Regions from separate parts of the Mus musculus genome. Here all the other regions are linked to region 6. The links are chromatin contacts, called in public HiChIP or PLAC-seq and promoter capture Hi-C maps. All regions are on one chromosome and are shown on one strand. The core of a region is the stretch at or near the end of the contact, and the rest is flanking DNA. Distances in the headings are between cores, read along the strand shown. Region 1 holds the start of Armh3 (armadillo-like helical domain containing 3). Region 2 holds the start of Chuk (conserved helix-loop-helix ubiquitous kinase). Region 3 holds the start of Cwf19l1 (CWF19-like 1, cell cycle control (S. pombe)). Region 4 holds the start of Ldb1 (LIM domain binding 1). Region 5 has its middle 3.7 kb from the start of Gm41853. Region 6 holds the start of Sfxn3 (sideroflexin 3). Region 7 holds the start of Kcnip2 (Kv channel-interacting protein 2).

Region 1 (2,767 bases), core at 263-2,762, 950 kb before region 6:
TTTTTTGTTTGTTTGTTTTGCTTTTCCTTTCAGGTATTATTATCCTCAGTGTTAGCCTTGCCTTCGGCTCATCTTCTTCCCATTCCTAAGCCATCCTCTTTTTCTTGGCTTGAGCCGTTACTTCCAAGCCAATGGCTCTAAGGTATAATTTAGCTACAGTCTAATAGCTGGGCTGAGTACCAATAAACGGCATCTAGCAGTCTGCTAGATATTTCTGTCTGGACATCTATCAGGCATTTTGATCCTAATGTGCCCTTAATATCATCTTCCTGCCTAAAACAGTTTTTTCTCCAGGGGCCTTTTGTTGCTATAGGTCTCTTCCCATCTTTTTGTTTGTTTGCTTTTAAGACAAGGTTTCTCTGCATAATCCTGGCTGCCCTGGGACTTGCCCTGTAGATCAGGTTGGTCTAGAACTCCCAGAGATCTGCCTACTTCTGCCTTCAGGGTGCTGGGATTAAAGTCATGCAGCATTGCTGCCTGGCTACCCTTGCATCTCTTGACCAAGAGTTAGAGCCTTTGGAAACTGCACCTAATGACTAAATACAAATCATTTACCCCGATTATTCAAGGCATGGCTCCTTCCTCCCTCCCCTTTCTCCCTCTCTTCCATTTCCTTCTCTTTCTCTCCCCTTGTTTTTTTTTTTTTAATGTGTATGGATGCTCTGCCTTTATCTATGTGTACTTTGTGTGTGCCTGGTGCCCATAGAGGCCAGAGAAAGATGGGAGTTACAGGAATATGGGAGTAACAGACAGTTCTGAGTGCTGGGAATTGAACCTGGGACCTCTGTGAAAATAGCCAGTGTTCTTAATTGCTAAGCCATATCTCCAGTGTGTCTCTGTGACTGTATCTCTCTGTCTCTCTCCGGTGGATCTCTGAGTTTGAGGCCAGCTTGGTCTACAGAGCAAGTTTCAGGACAGCCAGGGCTACACAGACTTTTTCTCGGAAAACCTAAAAAAAAAAAAAAAAAAAAAGACAAGGTTTCTTGTTGCACAGGCTGCCCTTGAATTTGCTATAAAGATGGAGCTAATCTTGAACCTCTCATCCTCCTATCTCTGGTTCCCAAGGGTTGGGATTAACAGACGTGACACATCGTGCATGGCTATGTATATTCTTCTAGACTGCAGCTCCTCGCTCTCACCTGTGCTGGATAATTTTTTGTCAGCTTGATACAGGAATAATCATCCGAGAGAAGGGGACCCCAAATGAGAAAATACCTCCATAAGATTGGGTTGTAGGCTGGTCAGAATTTAAAATAACGAAAACAGCAACAACAACAAACCTCTACTAGAGCCGATTTAAAGCCAGTGACTTCAGGTGAAGGGCTAGTTCTCTCGCGGTGTCTGTTGGGAGTTGTAGTTTTTGCGATGCTTGCTGGGAATCGTGGTCTGAACCCGCTTCAGGAAGAGGGCGTGAAAGAACCTGAAGAGCGGAGGGTTTTAGGACCCGGCGGGGAGCGGCGGCCTGGGGGAAAAGTGTCGGGAGGTCGGGAACGCGCCCGTGATTCCGGAGCAGTGGCGGCGTCGCCGGAGTCGGGAGCGAGCAGGCCTGCGAGCTGCTAGGGTGCTAGAGAAGCCGGGGGCTCGGTAAGCGGCGCGGGCCCTGCCGGGTCCTCGAACCTGGCCGACCTCTGCGGGTCCGCCCTACTAGGCCTGGACGCAGAGGCGGCCCTGGGGGCGGGGCCTGAGTGTGCCGCGGCGACACGGGTGACAGAGCAAGGGGAGGGCTGCGGTTGCTGGGGCCGCTTGCTGTGGGAGGGTCGGGCCTGGGACCTCAGAGTCCGCCTCGCTGCCTTCGATCGCCCGCTACCGGCTGGGTCCGGCCTCTCGGAGGTCCCGCTGGGGCCTCGGGGACGCCGAGGCGCTGACCTTTGACCCCAGCGCGGGGCTGACCCCGAGCCGGTCGGCTCCTGGTGGAAAGCTGCGCCTCGGACGGGAGGTGGCCGGTCCCCGTGAAGTGTTCAGATGCCGGGTCCTGCGCTCTTCCGTTTTTAGCACCCACTTTTTGCAGAGTTAATAAACCCACTGCGCTTTCATGCGAGGAGTGTGTGCCAGCCAGGAAACCCACCCCTTCCCTCGTACGGTGAAGAATGATAGTCACTGGGGAAGTTGTCCCTGGCTAATGGGACAGTGGATATACTTCAGCCATGTCCTAATAAAATGTTGCGGGACTATCGGAACCTCCCCAACTTTTCTTTCTAGAAAAAGTTTTAAACTTAAGTGCATTTTCCTTGAAAATAGGGCAAGCATGGTGTTTAAACATGGCTAGTGTTAGAGCCATCATATGTGTAGCCTTAGGGCCCCTGGCCGGTTCAGAACTAGCTATGTAGACCAGGCTAACCTCGAACTTGTAGCGATCCTTCTGATTCTCCCTCCCAAATGCTGTGATTTCAGTGTACCTCACCAAGCTAGGCTTATCTCCTGCCCATGATTTAGGACAGAGTGACTTGAAATCTTCTTTGGTATGTTTTTGACTGAATGTTGTATGTATGGTCGTTTCCATGGAAACGCTTTCAAGATAGCAGATCTAAGAAAGGTTTTGATAACTTCTCTTCCAATAGTTAAGGAAGTCATTCTTTTCTTAATGAATTAGCAAGCCTTTAATGTGTTCTTATTATGACAGTCATTGTACCTTGTCATGTTTACATTTTTTTGCCTCCCAAGACAGGGTTTCTCTGTGTAGCCCTTGCTGTTAACTCTCTTTGTAGACCAAACTGGCCTCCAACTTAGACCTGCCTGAAATACACATTGAGTTCAAGGCCAGCCTGAA
Region 2 (2,868 bases), core at 36-2,535, 940 kb after region 6:
TTAGCATTCTGCAGGCAGACCAGTGAGTTTTAAGGCCAGCCTGGTCTACATAATGAGTTCCAAGTCAAACAGGGCTATAGCAATAAACCTTGAGTTGCATTTTAATTATAGAATATTTAAAAAGCAAACTCACTGTAGAAACCAGTTTGAGTAATTTAGACAGAATTATCTTGGCTGGAGTTTTCAGCATCCCTCGAGTACAAATTATGAAACTGCATCCCACCTGTCACTCCTGGCTCTACCATACACAGCAAATGAGGTTTCATCCTGTTACATGACCGTCTCCTCTGCTCTAAAGATGCTCTCTCAGAGCCTCATTTCTATTACCTTCAAGTTTAATATTCCAATTCCATGAAAGATATGAAAATAATAGAAACCAGTTTATCGAATACCACTCACTATTAGTGACCCACAACATCGAATTGCATGCTGACGTTGAGAATTTGATTTTATGCTGACTCTTACACTTTTGAGTTATTAGCATCGCTAGCTTCAGCCCGGTACAAGCTTGTAATCCCAGTCTTGGAAAGACGGAGAAATACGTTCTAGTCCAGGCTGGACTGTATTGAGATCCTGTCTCAGAACAGGACACCTAGAGTCCATGAAGTGGATAACCCACTCAAATGGCTAGGTGGGTTGGCTTTCCCTGTGCAGCCCACCACTCAGAAGTATGCCTCTCTGGACCGAGAGCTCCTCCAGGCTTGTCTTTATAGCCCTGTGGTGCACCTCAGAAACAATTCCAACTCAAGTCGGAGAGAACAAGGCTGATAAACAGTAAGGTCGGTAGGGAGACTCACGAAGTCGCGAAGAAGAGTTTTCACTCTGGAATAAGTCACATCCTTGGTTGGTTTGGGATTATGGAGAGATTCTGATTTACAAGGCTAATGAATCAACAGGGCGGTTAGCGCAGTTTTCTTTAATACTTATGGTGGCCTTAACCGGTGCCGACCGGCGAGTGTGGTAGGATTCGAGGGGCAGAGGGCAGGGCTCTCAAAAAGATGAAATGTGAATGAGGTAGGGACAATGTGGATTTTAGAGTTTGGAGAGAGATCTATTTTAAATAAAAACACGTTGTATGAAACCTTCAAAGAACTAATTAAAAAATATCTATACAAACAAAAATAAAATAAATAGGAACCGCACGCACGATGGTCCTCGCAGGTTGGAAGTTGCCCAGGGCAAGCCGCTGGTGCCCAGTTTCCGGCAGCACCAATCCCAGGGTGATTCCAGGAGCTCGGGGCGGGACTCTGCATGCGGAAGCTAGCGGAAGTGACGCAGTCTCGCGAGACGGAGGACTCCGCAAGCCTCGGCGGCCCGGAACCGGCCTTAGACCGGCGGCGTTGCCTGAGGCGGCTGGCGCTCCCGCCCCATGGAGCGGCCCCCGGGGCTGCGGCCGGGCGCGGGCGGCCCCTGGGAGATGCGGGAACGGCTTGGCACCGGCGGTTTCGGGAACGTCAGTCTGTACCAGCACCGGGTGAGGCGGGGGGCGGGAGCCGTGGCGCGGGCTCTGTCTGGGCGTCCCTGGGACCCGAGCTGTCAGTCAAGGTGGGAGGAGTGGTGGTCGCGACCCTGGACGGGGCTGGGGGCTGGGGCAGTGAGCGAGGGCGAGCGATGGAGCATCCTGCGCTTGTGAGCCTGGGTGGCCGCGGTCCAGGTGTGTCGGAGGTCCCCGGGCAGTGAGTGACAGGCAGCTGTTGCAGCTGTGTGTGGTGATGAGGAGTCTGTACAAAGTCGAGTGCCGATGCGTGTTGTGTGTTTTGTGTATGTGTGTTGTGTGTGTCTCCGTGTGCCTGCTCACACTCCCTCGGGAGCGAGCGGTGTGATCCACTGGAGACTGGACTAGACGAGAAACCTTACGGGTGTGTCCAGAGTTGACCCTTGGGAAACATTGACAGACTTTGGAATTGGAGCGTTTCAGGTAAAAACCAGGGTGAGGGTAAGATGATGAAATCGATCCTTGCTTCGGAGGAAAGAAAATAGAGGGGTTTGTTCTGCAGAAGACAGCTAAGATCAGGCTCAGGAAATTTGTTTTGATTTATCGAAGAACATGTAACCGTTACAACAGCAGTTATTCCTGTCCTTAAAAGGTTTTCAAACTAACAGTCACTTTTCTTACTTTAACGTGTTGTTGTTAATGTTCGGGGTGGAACACAGGACCTTGCACATGCTAGGCAAATGGTCTACCGTTGGGTTACAGCCTCAGCCCTAGTTAATCATGTTTGAGTTGTGGGTCTTTTGAAAAGTCAGTAAAACGCATCTTTTCTCCGGAAAAAAAAATCATATCAATACAAGCCAGTGCATTATTAGTGAGGGTTTTGCTTTCCTGAAGGGTGTAAGGAATAGATCTTGAACACCAATCATTGTAGTATAGGATTTGTTGACTGTAAAATATTTAGAAGAATATACATACATTCTGGGCCTGCTTGAGAGTTGAGTCAGATGGTAACAGAGACGTTAGGAAGTACAAGATAGGTACTGTAATTCCGCTGATAGCTCTCCACTGTCAAGTTATGGCAACCCTCATTACTTGGACTTTTATAAAAGGAGCAGTAAGATAAAAATGGTGTTCTGGAACATCATATATGAGGAATACGTTTTAATTAGAAAAACAGTAAGCCAATTACAGGACATGAAATGATTTAGTTGATTGCTATATCAGGCGCTGATGGTACCCAAATCAACAAGAATAATATGTTCTACTCTGAAGGAGCTTTCCGTTTCAGAGAGGGGGTGGGCATGGTGGCATCCTCTTGTAATCCTAGTATCAAGGGTTCTGAGGCAGGAGGATTTGGAGTTTGAGACCTGACTGGGTGGCTTTCATATCGTGCTCAAGGCCGGTGTCAGTTACATAAGAAGGCCCTGTCTCAG
Region 3 (3,131 bases), core at 160-2,659, 910 kb after region 6:
ATTTTTATTTTTAGAATTGATTTGATCCTATAGGAAAGTTGCAACAATAATACAGGCAAATTTCACAGACACATTTTCATATTTTACTGTTGTTTTCTCATCTCTGAAATCATATAGCTGTTCATATTAGCAAATCTGTCTTCAAGATTCAGTCTTGAAAGCCACTCCTGGAGTGTATCATCCAAAAAGTAAGAAAAAGGTTTAAGTTACCAACAAAGCAGGGGTATTAATATGTATGAGGCAAAGGATTTAATAACCCCCTCAAAAGCACTGCAGAAATTGTGAGAAAATTAGAGATTTGAGATTCTTTCTTAACAACTTGATTCTGGTAACTTGGGTTTCTTTCCTTGTCAGGACAGTCCTTTCCAGGTCCTTAGCAGGCTGTTGCTGGTTGGCTTGGCCCCTTCAGAAAAACCGACTTACCAAAAGCAAAGCAAAAAGAGACTAGAGATAGGACCCGATGAAAATGTGAAATTTGTTTAATCCCTGAATGAAAATAGTCCCCATGTATACAATCAATTACAGAGAACTAAACATTGTGTACATTAGGTCTTGTTACTGAATTAATTTAATTCTTTTTCAGTGTGCTAATATTAAGGTAACTTAAGGGAGGGTATTTTTATGTATTTGAGAGGTGCACACTGAGGTCTGCACTTCGCTTTCAGATAACTCAGTGAGAAGGACAGGGTTTGGGTACTGGGGGAGAAGTGAGCAAGAGAGAAAATGTAGCGACATGCCGATACACTGAATAGAAGCTATTCTTTCAATGTGTTAAAAAAAATTTAGGGGCTAGGGAGATGTCTCAGTCACCCATATAACAAATCATGAAGACTGGAATTCGCATCCCTAGTACCCATGTAAGTCTAGACAGGTAAGTTTCAGGTCCCACGGGGAATCCCAGCGTTCAGGAAGCAGAATTAGGGGATCTTTTGGGCAATATGGCTTCCTAGACTAGTCTAATCCAACGAACTCTGGGTTAAAATGATACCCTATCTCACTCAATAAGATTGGGAGCAATAGAAGAAGATTCCTATTCTTTCCACAGGAACCTGCATGCACACAAGCATGTCCCCCTCCCCCCAAATACAAACTAAAACAAAAACAAAAAACCCAGCCAGGGTTGGAAAGATCTTAAGAGCGCTAGCAGTCATGGGATCCATACAAACTCGCAGGCGCACAGTTCAATAATTCCAAATGTTTCTAAAACAAACAAAATAAGACACATTTTTTTTCTATTTTAATTCCTCCATCCTTTTCACTCCAGTTACCTTTCCTTAAATAAATAAATATAAATAAATAAATAAATAAATAAATAAATAAATAAATAAATAAATAAACGCGGAGAGATTTTTACCCCTCTACACGCCCCATAGCTAGGTGATTTCTATTGGCTGAGTGGTGTGACGTCATATTTCTGCGCCCCGGCGTTCCAACCTTGAGCGCGCGTTCGTGTTTCTAGCCTTTGGTGGCCGTCCCAGCCCTGGTTGTCATTCCCGATGGCTCAGAAGCCACTGCGTCTGTGAGTGACCTTGCATCGGTAGACTCAGGCACATAGGAGAAAGGGAGAGAGGCGGGCGGAGGAGTGGGGGGGTCTTTCTCCACACCGGAAGGGGAAGACGGAGGGGAGGTCGCAGGGCTGCTGGGAGCCGGAGTGGAGGCTTCCTGTTCTCGCCTCCCAGTTCATTTCGCCCTGGTGTCTTCAGAGTCTCTCTGGCAGAACTAAAAACTTGATGAGCCGGACTTCTTTTTCCTTAGGCCTAGTCTGCCTGGGACACACCATCTCCTTGTCGTTTCTCCCGGCGTCGCACGTATTGATTAGCCAAATACTTGCAGGCATGGGGTGCACGCATGGGTTTTGTCAGACAAGATGAGCATTGTCCTGTCCTCGCGTACTTTTGTTTGCGCGGTCGGTTAGCGAAGACATGACTTAATTTAGAAAGACTATTGTATTGAGCAGCGGACAAGCGTCGCACAAACCAGTTCCCGCCTTGATAGCTGATAGTCTAGACTAGAATAACACGTGTTAACGAATGCGGAAAATGTAGAGAAAGGGTTGATGGTTCTGGAGGGTATATAATAACGATATTTGGCTTAGTATAAGGAATTAAGGCTTTCATGAGAAAGTGAGGATTTTTTTTTTTTTTTGAAAGTGAGGATTTAACTCTGGCAAATATTATTGTATTTAACTCAGAGAAGACATTGAAACGTTTAAAAACTCCTTAGTGTGACCTAGTTTTTGTTATGGAAAGTGATCCTGCTTGAAAGTTGGGAAACAAATAAGAGCCGAAGTAGAAGGCAACAAGCATTAGGTAAAGCAATGTCAGAGAGAAAGTTCAGGAATGGATAGTCTGTTAAGCAGGTGGACTCACAGGGCCTGGTGATGTTTTGATGGTGAGAAACCTCCACTGTAAGGTCATAGATTTCTGTCTTCAGTCATTGGGATCAGAAAATGCTGAAAAGGGGCCCAGATCAGAGAGTGAATATGGATTGTACCTGTCAGGAATTGATAATCAACAGGGAACAAAAAGATGTTAGAGGCTCTCAAAGAATAAATTATACTGCATGATAGTTAGGACAGAATTTGTTCTGAAATGGTATATGGATTTCTGAGATTTTGAGAAAGTGGCTTTCTCAGCCCACCAGGAGGCTACAGAGACTCAGCCTTGATGGATGGAAAAGCCTTGAGGTTGAGCACAATGGGGCTCTTAGGAAAGAGAATTCCCTAGAGCCTAGCAGAGGCAGAGTGATCAATCTGCAGTTTGGGAGAGTTTAGTTAGGAAAACTTAGAGAAAGTACTGGGAAGACAGGCCAGAACCGGAGGAAAACTCTTTCTACAGGAAACGAGGCACTGTGTAATGTTTTTAGGAAGGAACATTAAACTGAAGCAGAGAAAGCACTATGGGGTCCATATAGTCTACCTTGCCTCCAAACCACATCAAGTAGGTTTCTCCGCCTCAGCCATTCCCTCTAAGTTGTTCAGATTTGTTTCCCTCCGTTCCTGCCTCTCCCTCATTTCCCATCCCGCTTCCCCACTTAGCTTGTCTTCAGACTTTAAGTTTCTCATCTGCTTTTCTCGTCCCTGTTTCCATTGGCCATTTCCTTGGTTAGCACTTTGATTGTAGTTTAACTGT
Region 4 (2,835 bases), core at 161-2,660, 1.0 Mb before region 6:
CGGCGTAATCCCGAGGAGCTCCCCATATTCTAAACACTGGGGGAGGGGTATTCTCATTCCTAGGCACGCCCTCCTTTCAATCATCAGACTCTACTACCATGGTCTCTTGCTCCTTAGCCAAAAAACAAAAACAAAAAAAAACAAAAAAAACCCCTAAGGTTGGGATATGTGGTCTCATGGCACCTTAACCTCCACCTTTGTAACTCTCCCCTGGACAGTCAAGCCAGCTGTGCAAACTCCTAAATCGGGGTAGGGAAATCAAACACCTTTTTCAAACAATCCCCATTTTAGCAACAAAGGGAAGAGGGAAGCCAGTGTAACCAGTCTAGTTCAGATACCTTAGACAGGGAATACCAGCCCCCAGAATCTACCCAGGGAATACACCACGAAGCTTAAGAGAAGCTAAGGCTTGGGGGACACCCCCCCCCCGAACTCCTTCTAGCAGCTCCCCTCCTCCCTGCTAATAGGTATTTCCTGTTTATGAGGCAGCTAGGGCTGGGCTTTGGAGAAGGGATGGAAGAGTTCTTCCCTTCCATGGGTTGGGTTGAGGAGTCCTTGAGGACTGCCTGAAGGTTGGGAGGGTTCTCCCTTTGGAAGATAGACTGACTGTCCAGGATGCCCCACCCCCAACCCTCCCCGCGGCCTCTGCCCCTATGGGTAGGGGGCACTGAAGGAGTAGGTTTCCTGTTCTCCACCTCCAAAACAGGGAGCTGCTTCCAGGGGGCGGAGGATGGGGGTGGGTGGGTAGAAGGCTCCAGGGCTGGAAGAAGAAAGTGGGGGAAGGGAAGTGTCTTAACTGGTGCGTCAGAGCCTGCAAGAGGAAAGGATGGCTTTGGTAGTGCTCCCCCCCTTCCCAGCCTAATGGTCATACCACAGCCCTTGTGTCCCCTTGCAAAATGCGGACCTCAGGCCCTTAGGCGGGGGAGGGTGGGGTCCCTTCTTAATTAACCCTTTTAGCTCTAGTCCCAACTGGTTTAGCAGGCATGGTCTGGTTAATTTAGAAAGGGGATGAGTCTAGGGGTTGCTCTGAGAATTAGGAGAGTGCTCCTTTTCCCACCCAGCTTCGGGTGGAGCGCGCCACACAGGGTCTCCGCAAAGAGCACAGGCAGGGGTCAGCGCCCCATCCCTCCCGGGGGTGGAGAGAGGGTACACCTCACTACCCACCCAGGCTCCGCCTCCCCCAATCCCCGCTCCCGCTCAGCCACGCTCCCAACCCCGCGCACCCGGAGGACGGACGCCGAGCGTGAGGCTTCGCCTCCTCCCGCTCCCCGGCGCCCGCCCTCGCCGGGGTCTCTGCCTCCGTCTCGTTTTTTAAGAGCTGCGTCACACGCATGCCGTTCCCGGGAGCGCTCCCTGCCCCTCGCCGCGCGGCGCACGCACGTCGCCGCTCGCGCCGCGCTCGCCCGGGTCACTTTGACACGGCTCTCCCCTCCCACTACCAGGACAATTAGCATATTAATAAAGCCCGGCCCAGCCCGACTCTGGCCGGAGAGCCGGCGCTTGCGAGAGGGAGAGGACGCGCGAACGAACGGGAGCGAGCGCGAGGGCGGCGGCGGGGAGGGCGGCGGGAGCGCACAGACACGCACACGCACACGCGCACACACGGACACACACTCCGGGGACGCACACCCGCGCGTACACACGCAGAGGCAGCTCGCCTTCCTGCCTGGCTTCCTTCCTGTCTGCTCCGCGCCTGACAGGCCCCTCGCTGCAGGCAGGGGCGGCCCGCACCGGGCAGAGGCCGGGCCGGGCCGGCGGCGCGGGCATCGGGGGCCGCGGGCGGCGGCAGCGGCTCATGCCCGGCCTGTCCCTGCGAGGGGCGGGCATCGTGACTCGGCTGGGCCCCCAGCGGCGGGCGATGTGAAGATGTCAGTGGGCTGTGCCTGTCCTGGTGAGTGGGTCTCGAGGCCGCCTGGCCCCTCCCTCCCTTTCGGCCCCCTAACCCCTGGTTTGGAGAGGATTTGTATGTGGGGGGCATCGAAGGCATGGTGGGGGTCGGGGGCTGTATAGAGTTAGAGGGGCCTCGATCGGGGCCGGGTTTTCTCATCTGTATAAATACGCAGCAGCCCAGCGGCACGGGAAGGGGGTGCTAAGGATGGCTTGTAATTTTTTTTTGAGGGGGGGGAGGCTAACTGGGGAGGGATGGGGGGGGACTGAAATTCCCAGAATTCCAGGGTGTTAGCCAATCAGAAGTGACTTTGGACTTTTGACCCCCCCCTCAGGTCATCGTAGAGTTCTGATTGGCTGATTTGGGTTTCCCCCCCTTCCCTGCTGTTTATTGCCTCTTACATATTTTGTGACATTCCCCCCCTCGGGCTGTTTCTTAGGATGCTGTTTGGGGGAGGAGTTGATTGGAGCCCATCTTACCCCCCTTTAACTTTTCCTGTCTGTTGCCAGGGTAGGTTGGCCCTCCTGAGGGACAAAAAGCACTCCTAGGGGGTGTCAGATAATTGGGCCCTTGGGTCTGCTATCTCAGTCTTCGTGGGAGGGGGAGTGTAGCAGTTCCAGGTAGGCCGTGAAGTTAAGAGTGGTTTGCAGATTCGAGTTGGGGGAGCAATGCTTGACACCCCCCCCCCAGTGAAAACTTGAGGACTCAAATTCAAATCACAACCCTCTCTAACAGGTATCAGAGCTTGCCAGGGAACACCTGTGTCTGAGAGTGCCTTGAGATTTTTCTTGTACGGTCGGGGTATAAGGCCACAAGTGCTAGGAGGGAACAGTTGAGCCATGTGATGGGAGAGGTTAGTCTAAAGAGAATCCCAGAATATAGTCGGTCCCCTTCCTTATAACTCTGTGTCCTCAAACTGGCCTTCCTTCCAGGATGGAGGCAGCTTT
Region 5 (2,902 bases), core at 83-2,582, 760 kb after region 6:
GGAATGCTCTAGAGTCAGCTCAAAATAATTTAAAGGTGTTCTTCTGGGGAACACGATGGGGAGGAACAAAATGTCCAAAACAAGCCTAATGAAATTATTTCACCTTCTAAGTTATATGCAGGTTTAACTTGGCTGTAACACAAAAGCAAATATATTCTCAGATTTGTAGAGTGGGTTACCCAGTATTCACTGAGCCTGAGATTTGGTTCTCAGGGCTGAGTAAAACCCACTATGGTAGAACACGTCTGTAATCCCAACACTCAGGAGGTAGAGGAAGTTCAGGGCCAGCCTGGGCTACTTAAAACCTTATCTCAAGAAAAAGAACTGGGAGGGGCTTTTGTTGTTTTTCCCTAATGGCCAGCCTAGAAGTTGTTATACAGACCCTACTGGCCTTGAACTTTCAGAATCTCTCTGCCTCTACCTCCTGAGAGCTAACACCAAAGGTTTGCGCAGCCAAGTTTGGCTGCCAAGAGACTTTTAAGGTGAACAAAGTCCACTAGAAACCCATCCCTTGAGCTCACAACCCCCACCCAACCCCCGACTCTCTGTCAGTCCTCCTGATGCAGCCTAGGTAGTGTTGAACTTTTTAAAATAGTGAGACATTTATATGCACACACAATGCATTTTGATCAAATGTAGCCTTTACCTCTCTATCCTTCGGTCTGAGTCTCCTGAGTTTACAGTTGGGTGACACTGTGCAGAATCCCCCAAATCTCCCTATTTCTTCAACTCCCCTATCCACAGTGGCTACACCCCAGCACCCACACCAGGGGACCATAGGACCACAAGGCTGGGCGACTCTGGGACCTGTGTTTCCTGGGTTATTGCAGAAGGCTTCATCATCAGCTGTACTTCATTGTCAATTGCTGCTTTCTCCTTGGGACATTGGGTTGAGTATCAAAACTAGGTGGACTCCATCCTTCCCTACTTTCTCAACTCAAAGTCCTTGCCTTTCTCCCAGGAGCCTCCCTCCAGGATCTCCACCTCACAAGGACCCTATCTGCCCTCCTAAAGTGGGACTCACTGCTGCTGCCATGGCTCTAACACTGGATAATAGGTTCTTAGCCTTCTGTCTCCCTCCGGTTCCTTCTGTATAACACAGGGAGAGCTGAGATTACTGTCATACCATCTCTCTACCAAATTTTTAAATAGTTTTCTTTTCTGTGAGCTCCAGGCCAGCCTGGTCTACATCATGGCTCGCCAAAGCAACAGCCAAAGCAACATACAGTGTTTATCTCAAAAGCAAGTTGGGGGAGGGGGAGCATGCCTGAGAATGGGAGTTGGCTAATGAACTAAGTGAGAAGCATGCAGTCAGAAAGCTCCAGGCCACGGTACTCATGGCCCATCACAGGCTGTTTACAGAGCACTCTACCTCAAGTATGCTCTGTTTGCAGTGTGAAGTCCAGGTGAGGAATGGCATCTTGCAGCTTTTCTGTCTACTGCCATGTGCCCCAGGCCCTGAGGTTTCTTAGTCTTTAAAATAAGAATCCATTAGTCTAGTCTTGCCTGGTTTCTCTCTCTCTCTCTCTCTCTCTCTCTCTCTCTCTCTCTCTCTCTCTCTGTGTGTGTGTGTGTGTGTGTGTGTGTGTGTGTGTGTGTGTGTGTGTGTGTGTGTTCATAGCCCTGGCTGTCCTAGAACTCACCATACAGATCAGGCTAGCCCAGAATTCAGAGTCTCCTGCCTCTGCCTCCCAAGTGCTGGGATTAAAAGCATACATCACCACACACAGCTCTTGCCTGTATTTTCAAGCCATCTTTTATTCATGTGTGATTTTGTAATATGGTGTTTTTGGTTCACTGGGTTAGGGAAATGCGCCAAAATATTAGCATATTTCCCTTTACAAGATTAAAAAATGTTAATTAACTCACCACTGATTTTATCAGACAAGCCTTACATTGTCGGGAAGCTGTCAAACTGCCATACACAAGGTCCCCAATGTCTAAGATTTGCTTTAAGAAGTATTAGGGCGCCGGGCGTGGTGGAGCATGCCTTTAATTCCGGCACTAGGGAGGCAGAGGCAGGCGGATTTCTGAGTTCGAGGCCAGCCTGGTCTACAAAGTGAGTGCCAGGACAGCCAGGGCTACACAGAGAAACCCTGTCTCGAAAAACCAAAAACAAAACAAAACAAAGAATTATTAGGGCAATTATCATACATTGTTCCCTTGAAATAATAGCTTTACCTTATCAATATCTGAAAGTCTGCTCAATACTGAGGTGATTAACAATAGATTGATCGATCATCATAGTTTGAAATAAAAATGTTACATTTAAAATGACAGAGAGAGCCAGATGTGGTGGCCCACACCTTTAATCCCATCTAAATTTAGGAGGCAGAGGCTGGCAGATCTCTGAGTTCGAAGCCAGCCTGGTCTCCATCGAGTGTCTCAAAAAATAAAATAAAATACCAAAACCAAAAAACATGTAAAAACCAGTTAATTCGTTTCATAGATAAAGTTGACAGGACTGCAGCTCTTAGAGACTAAGCTCCTAGATCCACCCAACTGAGCGCCATTAATTCTGCTCCTCAGATGTCCTTTGACATTCTCACTAGCACGGTTGAAACCTGAAGGTCCCACTCCCTTTTATAACGAAGCCAGGATCTGACCTTCCAGCCCTAATCTGGTCCCCTCTGCCCAGCTGTGGCCACCACAGTTAAGTTTCTGAAACAGAAATGTGCCTGTCCTGCTTGAGTACATCTCATGACTCCTTATCACGGAGCAATCTAGACTCTGAGTGCCTGGCTGGCATTCACAGCCTCCCCTGCACATTCCACACCCCTTCAGGCCGGGTAACACCAGCCCGAACCGCTTCTAAACGCGTTGCTCTCTGTGTTGTCTGTAACATTTTCCTCTACTGCGACAAACTGCGGGGTCTTTCTTTGAATGGGAGCCCTGACATATA
Region 6 (3,152 bases), core at 567-3,066:
GATCTGTGACCTGCAGAGCTGCCACCTACCCATAACACACAGTGCTGTCCCCTCAGCCCAAATGTCCTCAGATCCGCTGAGCTAAAGTGCTGCGTCACAGTGGCGTGATTTGAGGCAGGTTCACCTGTAATTCTGCACGATGTTCCGGGAAGCTTCCAGCTGTTCCCCGGACAGCAGCAGATTTCGGGGATCAGTGACTGTGAAGAAATGCCGGGCTCTGCCTAGAAATGTGCTTTGGTCCCACCGAGGTTCCTGGATGTTGATATTTAAGGGCAGGTCACCCATCTTCTGCAAGGTAGCAAGAATAAGGGTCAGGTCCAAGGACTTCCTTCACTTGGGAGACACTTTGGTGGCTCTGCCTTGGCCCCAGAAACTGACCAGTGCTTGCAGGTGCTCAAGGTCACTCCAGATCCATAAACAAGGGTGGGGGAGGAGTTGTTCCCTAGGTAGTGTTTTAGCCAGGAACATACAGCCACTTAAGAGCCGGAGGGAAGACCAGAACCAAGAATATAGCTTTCCTGACGCTGTGGCCTGATGCCAGATTTACGTGTGTGTGAGTGTGTGTGTGTGTGTGTGTGTGTGTGTGTGTGTGTGTGTGTGTGTGATTCCCCAGCAGCAGCTAATCTGGGGCAGCTATCTTGAGCTCCTGCTATAGGAGCACAGAACATGGATAACACACCCAAGCCCTTTCCAGCTTCAGGCCCCAGCTGCCCCAAGACTTAGATAAAAACTTCCAAGGCTGTTTGGAAAAATGACAGAAGGCAGCCCACACTCAAGCCCCTGATTGGAGGAGACATTAGGCACCTGAGGGCTGATCCGTACCAGATCTCAAACAGCACTGGAGTGGCAGCCATTTGTGAACATGTGAGCACCCACATAGCCTCCTCAAACCCACTTGCTTCCACTCCTACACAATAACTCCGGGCTCTCCCTGGTCCTGGGTTGAATAGAACTGACGCAGGCACCCACCCAACTCTCTCTGAGCCTCAGAAAAACCTCAGGAAAGGGCGAGATTCAATGGATGCCCCTCCGCCCAGCACAAAAAGGAATGCCAAGAACAGCCATCTGGCTGTGTTAGGCAAAAATCCTGCAGAGTGACTAATACCCTCCAACCCCACTTCCTCCCTCACAGTAGACACCGTCCCCACCCGACTTTCACATACTTATACACAAAGACAGGCACGCCCTCCCCAGCACACAAACAGGTTAGAGTCACACTGTATACACTAGTCAACCAACCAGAGTACCGTTACACACACACACACACACACACACACACACACACACACACACGCTCAGCCATATCTATCAGTTGCAGACATTTGAAAGCATGCCTAACACACAGCCTCAACCAACCCCTCCTTGTGCCCTACAGATCCTAACAGACCACGCAATATGGAATTCCCATAAGAGAGAGCACCTCTCTCAAGGCAAGCCTTCTGTTCTGAGCCCAAGCCCTCACCCCTCCACTTTGCTGATTCCCAAGGCAGCAGGCACTCACGCTTTCCGGGGTTTTCAGCCTCTAGAAGCTCTCAGACCCGCCTTCCTCACCGCTCTCCGCTTTCCTCCCAGCCATCACCGAGACGTCACGCGTGACGCTGAGCAGCAGGGAAGGGCGGGGGCTCCCTGAGCTCGTTCGCCTGACCCACCCCCCCTCTTGGCAGAGTTCCGAGACAGTGGATGTCCAGAGTGATTCTCCCAGACCAGGCCGTTGAGACCAAACCCGACCCAGTCCTGGGAAGCAATTCTGGCCTCCTTCCCAACCAGGGAGAAAAGGGGAGGAGCCGCCCCACTTGCCTCCTTCGCTTGCAGTCCCTTAGCTTGCCTCTGGAGGCACCCACCCCCGCAGCACCCAGTCTAGGTGCACTGGGTGCGGGTGAGCGGCGTGGAGGGCGGGCCTCTGAGGGTGCAACGCCCGGAGGGATTCGGATTACTGCTTGTTTACTTGATTGCTGCCTTGGCAATGGACTCTCCTTGCTTGCACCCTGGTCTGCTACTCCAGGTCTTAGAGGCTCCTTTTGCAGATCCTCGTCATTCGCATCTCTTTCCAGCCACATTGTTGTGGTATCTGTGCCCCTTTTGTGTTCCCAGTCCCCTTTGCCACCTAATCCCCAGCTCCACTGTGCCAGCAATTTTTTGTACCCCCAACACTTATCCGTACACAAACTGACGCCCCAGTCCTAGGGATGTGCACGGCCAAAGTTTCCCGTGATCTCTGCCTGCATCCAAGCAGGCGCATCAGAAAGATTCTTCTCCTAGTGGCCTGGGATCAGCTGCTGTATCGTGCGGCCTTTCCAGAACAGGGTGTCTCCGAAGGTGAAGAAGGCATTACACACACACATCCCTTATCCATCAGCACCCAGGGCACAGCGGCGACACAGCCATGTTCCAGCTTTCCTTCCTGCTGATCTCAGGCTCAGGTTCAGCTCTTTCGTTTGTGACATTCTCCCACAGAGACCTTAGGGATGACTACGGAAGGGATGGCAATTTCAGGAAGCTAGCGTGGCCCGGAGAAGACGTGATTCTAGTAGCCAGTGGAACCCAGCCAGTTCCAGAGCCTGGGTTCCAACGACCAGTTGGGGTTCAGAGTTGGGGCGGGCAGAGCCCAGAGGTATCAGACAGGTGAGAAGCTACAATCCGGACAGGCTACCAAAGGTGCTAGAAGAGAATGACTGGCGGTCTCAGCAGCCAATGGGATCCCAGGACCGCGCAGGGTAGCTCTATTCCAGCAGCTGCGCGGAGCGTGGGCGGGGTCCTTAGTTCACTGTATCGCGCCCGCCAGCGGGCGACAAGGGCAGCGGCGGCACACGGGACCAGGTGAGGTGGCCAAGTCCTAGAGGTAGCGAGGCAGGAGGTCCTACATGGGGGAGTCTGTTTTTTGGTTTACAGAAATGCTCTAGAGGGCGTGACCCCTGGTTTTGCACTAGCGATTTGTGGGGCTCTCTCCAGAAGATCACTCAGTCCTGGGATAGAGTCTTGCAGCGACTTTAGACTCACAACTGCAGCCTGGAGCCTGACATTCACCTGGGGGTGGCGGTGGGGGGCAAGCTCGACCGCAGCTATCCCAGGTCCTGAAGTCCAGCTCGGGAGGCTAGCCCCTACCCATATACATATACACACAGGAAAGATGCTGCAGTAAACTGTGTGGCACC
Region 7 (3,057 bases), core at 349-2,848, 770 kb before region 6:
AGGCCTGGGGCGTCCTGGGCTCCTGTGCATTCAGCATCCGTCTCTCTGGAATCCTTGCCCTCCCTGGAAGCCAGCCCTGACTGAGCAGAGGTGTGATCGTTCTCGAGAACCTGTTGGCACACTGACATGCATAGATGTAGAATCTTAAGCCATTGTAGGGTGGGTCATCTCTAATCACGGGTCCCCGGATGGATAACTTGACCTGAGGCTTTAGTGTTTCCCATGGTGATAAACCCCAGAGCAGCTGGAGCTGGAGCTGGTGGCAAATCAAAGCTATTAAAAGTTGATTTGTGTGTCTTTAGTGTCTCGTTAGTGTCTTTTCCCCTCGTCATCTCTTTGATGCAGGTATTGGTCCTGTGTCATAAAAGGACCTCTTGGCCTTGATAGAGGCCAGCTGAGTTCAGAGAACTGTGGTTTCCCTTGCCTTTGGGTGAAAGAAGGGAGTAATGTTATGAGCAGGTCCCTCCGGTTCCGTCTAGGACAAGCAGCCCTAAGCAAAGCTCTCCTTTTTTCCTGACTAGAAGCCCACCCTTGCCGGGTTCCTTCCTGTACACCTAAGACGTTTAGCCTGGAGTCTACAAATCAGCTTGGCTGGTGCCTCTGACAGCTCTGTGGAGGTTTCTGGGAGCGTTCCTTCCAGAGACAGGCCTCCTTAAGGCAGCTGCCTGTCCCAGCCTCATACAGGAACACCCGCCACAGTTCACTGACTCAAGTATTTGGAAAGTAAATCTGACTGAAAAGACTCAATGTGTTGAGGTACTTTAGCTGAGACCTTTGGTCTTAACAGGCCATTCCTGGAGACAAGAGGTGGAGAGAGAGGGAGCTGTGTGCCGGGCTGTGCAGGGCTGTTCCTCACTTCAGAAAATGAGGGAGACATCTCGTCTCGCTTCTGTATCACACTCGGATCCCCAAACCTTTCAGAAGCTCCCTAAATCTGCCGGGAAAACAAAGTCTAGAACAGCAGGTGGGGGGAGAGAAAGGGGCAAAAAAAAAGTTGACTTCTTTCTTTTGCCTTCCCAGTTGCCTGGGGAGGGGGGTGGGTAGGAAGAGTCATCAGATCTGGGAAGAGGGCATTCAGAAAGTGAGGCCCCCTCCGGAACTTGAGATAGACAAATGTACCCAGTGCCACCTGTGAGCCCGTGTCCAGAGGCTGGGTTGGTTGGCTCTGCATCCTCATTCCGCTAGAGAAGGGTGGCTGCTGATTAGGAACACGCAACTCTCGGCAGGAGGAACAACCGAGAATATAAGGCTGAGATGAGGAGCAGAGGGAACCAGGGACTCAGACATACCCCAGGCTCTGGCCCAGCTGTGCAGGACTGGCTGACTGGGGGGCGGAGGGAAAGAGGTGCCTGAGAATTGGAGGCGGGGTTTCTTCACAGCGGGGCTTTTCTGGCCCCCTCTTCTCGAAGCCCCGCAATTGTGGGTGGTGTAGATGGAGAGCTATTCTCCCTTCCGGCACTTTCCAGTTCACCCCTTCACCCGGTGCCTCCTCCGAGCTGCAGAGGGTGGGGGGCGGGGGTAGGGGGAGCCAATCCCGGCAGCGCCTAAGGGGGGAGGCGGCAGTGACAGCCGCGGGGAGGGGGCGGAGGAGAGGCGGCTGGGCTCAGGCTCGGCTCTCAGCTCCACGCTGCCTTCTGCTCCGCTCTCACTTGCTGCCCAAGGATCCTGCTCCTGCCCCGGGACTCTGAGGTGGGCCCTAAAATCCAGCGCTCCCCAGAGAAAAGCCTTGCCAGCCCCTACTCCCGGCCCCCAGCCCCAGCAGGTCGCTGCGCCGCCAGGGGGCACTGTGTGAGCGCCCTATCCTGGCCACCCGGCGCCCCCTCCCACGGCCCAGGCGGGAGCGGGGCGCCGGGGGCCATGCGGGGCCAAGGCCGAAAGGAGAGTTTGTCCGAATCCCGAGATTTGGACGGCTCCTATGACCAGCTTACGGGTGAGTAGGTGGCTCAGGGGTCCTGGGAGGGTGAGCAGACTCCATCCCCCTAGACCCTTCCATCTCTCTGCCCCCTGGCTTGGCCCTTATGCACACTCTGCCCCATTCCTGTGCACCTTGCAGGCTGGTCTAGGGAACAAGACCCTAGGATTTAAAGCTTTGGGTCCCTAGGGGGCTGAGGAAGAACAGGTGGGGCAGGTGTAGAGAGGCAGCAGGTGTAGGCGTGTGTGACACAGGGCTAGGAGTGTGTCTGGAGTGGGAGGTGTTACGTGCGGGAGCACCTGTCGTTCCTGTGTGTCTGTGTATGTATGTGCACCTCCCACAGCTGTTTGCCGTGTGCCTTGAGCGTTGGTGACAGCCGGGGTGAGTGTGTTTGCATGAGGCAGTGCGATTTTATGGGCTTGCCAGATGTTTGAGTGTGGTTGTGTAGGACCCCGGCTGCACTAGTGAAGTTTGTTCTAACCATATGTCTGTTACATGTTCAACTGTGTGCTTTGAATGATTCTGTGTGAAATGGCGTGTGACAACCAGAGTGGTGTCACTTGGTGGTGTTCTGTCCCTTAAGAAGACTTCTGGCATGAGTATTCATTAAAAGTGTTTGTGATTGTGGGGCTGTGGGTTGTTTCAGCATTTGGTGCTGTCCACTCTCAAGCATGATGCCTGCAGTGGGGGCCCCTGTGACTGTTAATGGCATTTCTGTCCTCTTTGCCTCTCTGTCTTCCGGGTGTTAGCAAGGGTCTTTCTTTAGTGCCCCCCATTTGCTCCCTCTATTTCCTGCAAAAAGCTCAAGGACCCAAAGAGAGACCCACCACCCTGGGGTTCTAGCCCTTGGCCCCTGTAGAGAGTCTTTGGTTAGTCCTGGGTTAGTTTCTACCCCGGAGGGTAATTACTCAGGTCATTCTGAGCATGCAAAGCTTCTTTAATTACCAGCAACCCTATTAGAACTTCATCTAAACCTCTTGCTTTCCTTCAGAATAAAGACAGAAACTATGGGCCTATGAAGTGTGGGAAGGCTCCCCTCCCCCCAACCCCTCCCACACCCGTCACTTTGTGGCCCACCTTGGGAGGGTCTATATGTGTGTGTAGAGTACTAAGCTTGGTAGGTAAATTCTGTTTATGTAAATGAC

Evidence for each region. Promoter capture Hi-C pulls out the DNA fragments that hold promoters and counts their contacts. HiChIP or PLAC-seq counts read pairs in DNA pulled down with a chosen protein or histone mark. Capture Hi-C pulls out chosen DNA fragments and counts their contacts.
Region 1: a contact with region 6 is called in an H3K27ac HiChIP or PLAC-seq map of extraembryonic endoderm stem cells, with 5 times the contacts expected there. The contact joins the promoter of Armh3 here to the promoter of Sfxn3 in region 6. A contact is called at or near these places in 2 of 39 promoter capture datasets (the 3T3-L1 cell line and embryonic stem cells), 1 of 484 Hi-C or Micro-C datasets (the G1E-ER4 cell line), 5 of 115 datasets of contacts at active chromatin or transcription factors (embryonic stem cells, epiblast stem cells, extraembryonic endoderm stem cells and 2 more) and 1 of 9 other capture datasets (adipose tissue).
Region 2: a contact with region 6 is called in a promoter capture Hi-C map of pre-B cells, with 3 times the contacts expected there. The contact joins the promoter of Chuk here to the promoter of Sfxn3 in region 6. A contact is called at or near these places in 1 of 39 promoter capture datasets (pre-B cells) and 3 of 115 datasets of contacts at active chromatin or transcription factors (double positive thymocytes, embryonic stem cells and memory CD8 T cells).
Region 3: a contact with region 6 is called in a promoter capture Hi-C map of liver, with 2.2 times the contacts expected there. The contact joins the promoter of Cwf19l1 here to the promoter of Sfxn3 in region 6. A contact is called at or near these places in 1 of 39 promoter capture datasets (hippocampal neurons), 1 of 484 Hi-C or Micro-C datasets (B cells), 3 of 115 datasets of contacts at active chromatin or transcription factors (astrocytes, bone marrow-derived macrophages and large pre-B cells) and 2 of 9 other capture datasets (adipose tissue and liver).
Region 4: a contact with region 6 is called in an H3K4me3 HiChIP or PLAC-seq map of forebrain, with 3 times the contacts expected there. The contact joins the promoter of Ldb1 here to the promoter of Sfxn3 in region 6. A contact is called at or near these places in 6 of 39 promoter capture datasets (the 3T3-L1 cell line, cranial neural crest, embryonic stem cells and 3 more), 1 of 484 Hi-C or Micro-C datasets (myocytes), 9 of 115 datasets of contacts at active chromatin or transcription factors (astrocytes, cardiomyocytes, embryonic forebrain and 6 more) and 1 of 9 other capture datasets (pancreatic islet).
Region 5: a contact with region 6 is called in an H3K27ac HiChIP or PLAC-seq map of regulatory T cell precursor, with 6 times the contacts expected there. The contact joins the enhancer-like site here to the promoter of Sfxn3 in region 6. A contact is called at or near these places in 1 of 39 promoter capture datasets (cranial neural crest), 6 of 115 datasets of contacts at active chromatin or transcription factors (astrocytes, bone marrow-derived macrophages, embryonic stem cells and 3 more) and 3 of 9 other capture datasets (adipose tissue, liver and pancreatic islet).
Region 7: a promoter capture Hi-C map of pre-B cells shows a contact between it and region 6, with 3 times the contacts expected there. The contact joins the promoter of Kcnip2 here to the promoter of Sfxn3 in region 6. A contact is called at or near these places in 3 of 39 promoter capture datasets (liver and pre-B cells).

Annotation. Positions count from the first base shown.
Region 1 is chr19:45,997,233-45,999,999 of GRCm38.p6, reverse strand. Armh3 (armadillo-like helical domain containing 3) reads left to right here and starts at 1,512. Exons shown (of 26, transcript NM_198296.2): 1 at 1,512-1,584. 4930505N22Rik (RIKEN cDNA 4930505N22 gene) reads right to left here and starts at 1,863. Exons shown (of 2, transcript NR_152221.1): 1 at 1,281-1,863.
Region 2 is chr19:44,105,894-44,108,761 of GRCm38.p6, reverse strand. Chuk (conserved helix-loop-helix ubiquitous kinase) reads left to right here and starts at 1,285. Exons shown (of 21, transcript NM_007700.2): 1 at 1,285-1,474. The coding sequence starts at 1,370. Cwf19l1 (CWF19-like 1, cell cycle control (S. pombe)) reads left to right here. Exons shown (of 14, transcript NM_001081077.1): 14 at 1-125.
Region 3 is chr19:44,134,154-44,137,284 of GRCm38.p6, reverse strand. Cwf19l1 (CWF19-like 1, cell cycle control (S. pombe)) reads left to right here and starts at 1,409. Exons shown (of 14, transcript NM_001081077.1): 1 at 1,409-1,519. The coding sequence starts at 1,497.
Region 4 is chr19:46,043,886-46,046,720 of GRCm38.p6, reverse strand. It overlaps Ldb1 (LIM domain binding 1), which reads left to right and starts at 1,410. Exons shown (of 11, transcript NM_001113408.2): 1 at 1,410-1,891. The coding sequence starts at 1,867.
Region 5 is chr19:44,284,716-44,287,617 of GRCm38.p6, reverse strand. No RefSeq gene overlaps it. Among named protein-coding and RNA genes, the nearest start is that of Gm41853, 3.7 kb to the right of the region's middle. Within about 2 kb of position 1,332, at least 20 of the 459 cell types and tissues checked have an H3K27ac peak or open chromatin away from gene starts, as enhancers often do.
Region 6 is chr19:45,046,240-45,049,391 of GRCm38.p6, reverse strand. It overlaps Sfxn3 (sideroflexin 3), which reads right to left and starts at 1,816. Exons shown (of 11, transcript NM_053197.4): 1 at 1,502-1,816; 2 at 125-288. The coding sequence starts at 285. It also overlaps a transcript of Pdzd7 not described here.
Region 7 is chr19:45,814,604-45,817,660 of GRCm38.p6, reverse strand. Kcnip2 (Kv channel-interacting protein 2) reads left to right here and starts at 1,598. Exons shown (of 10, transcript NM_145703.2): 1 at 1,598-1,930. The coding sequence starts at 1,858. It also overlaps a transcript of Armh3 not described here.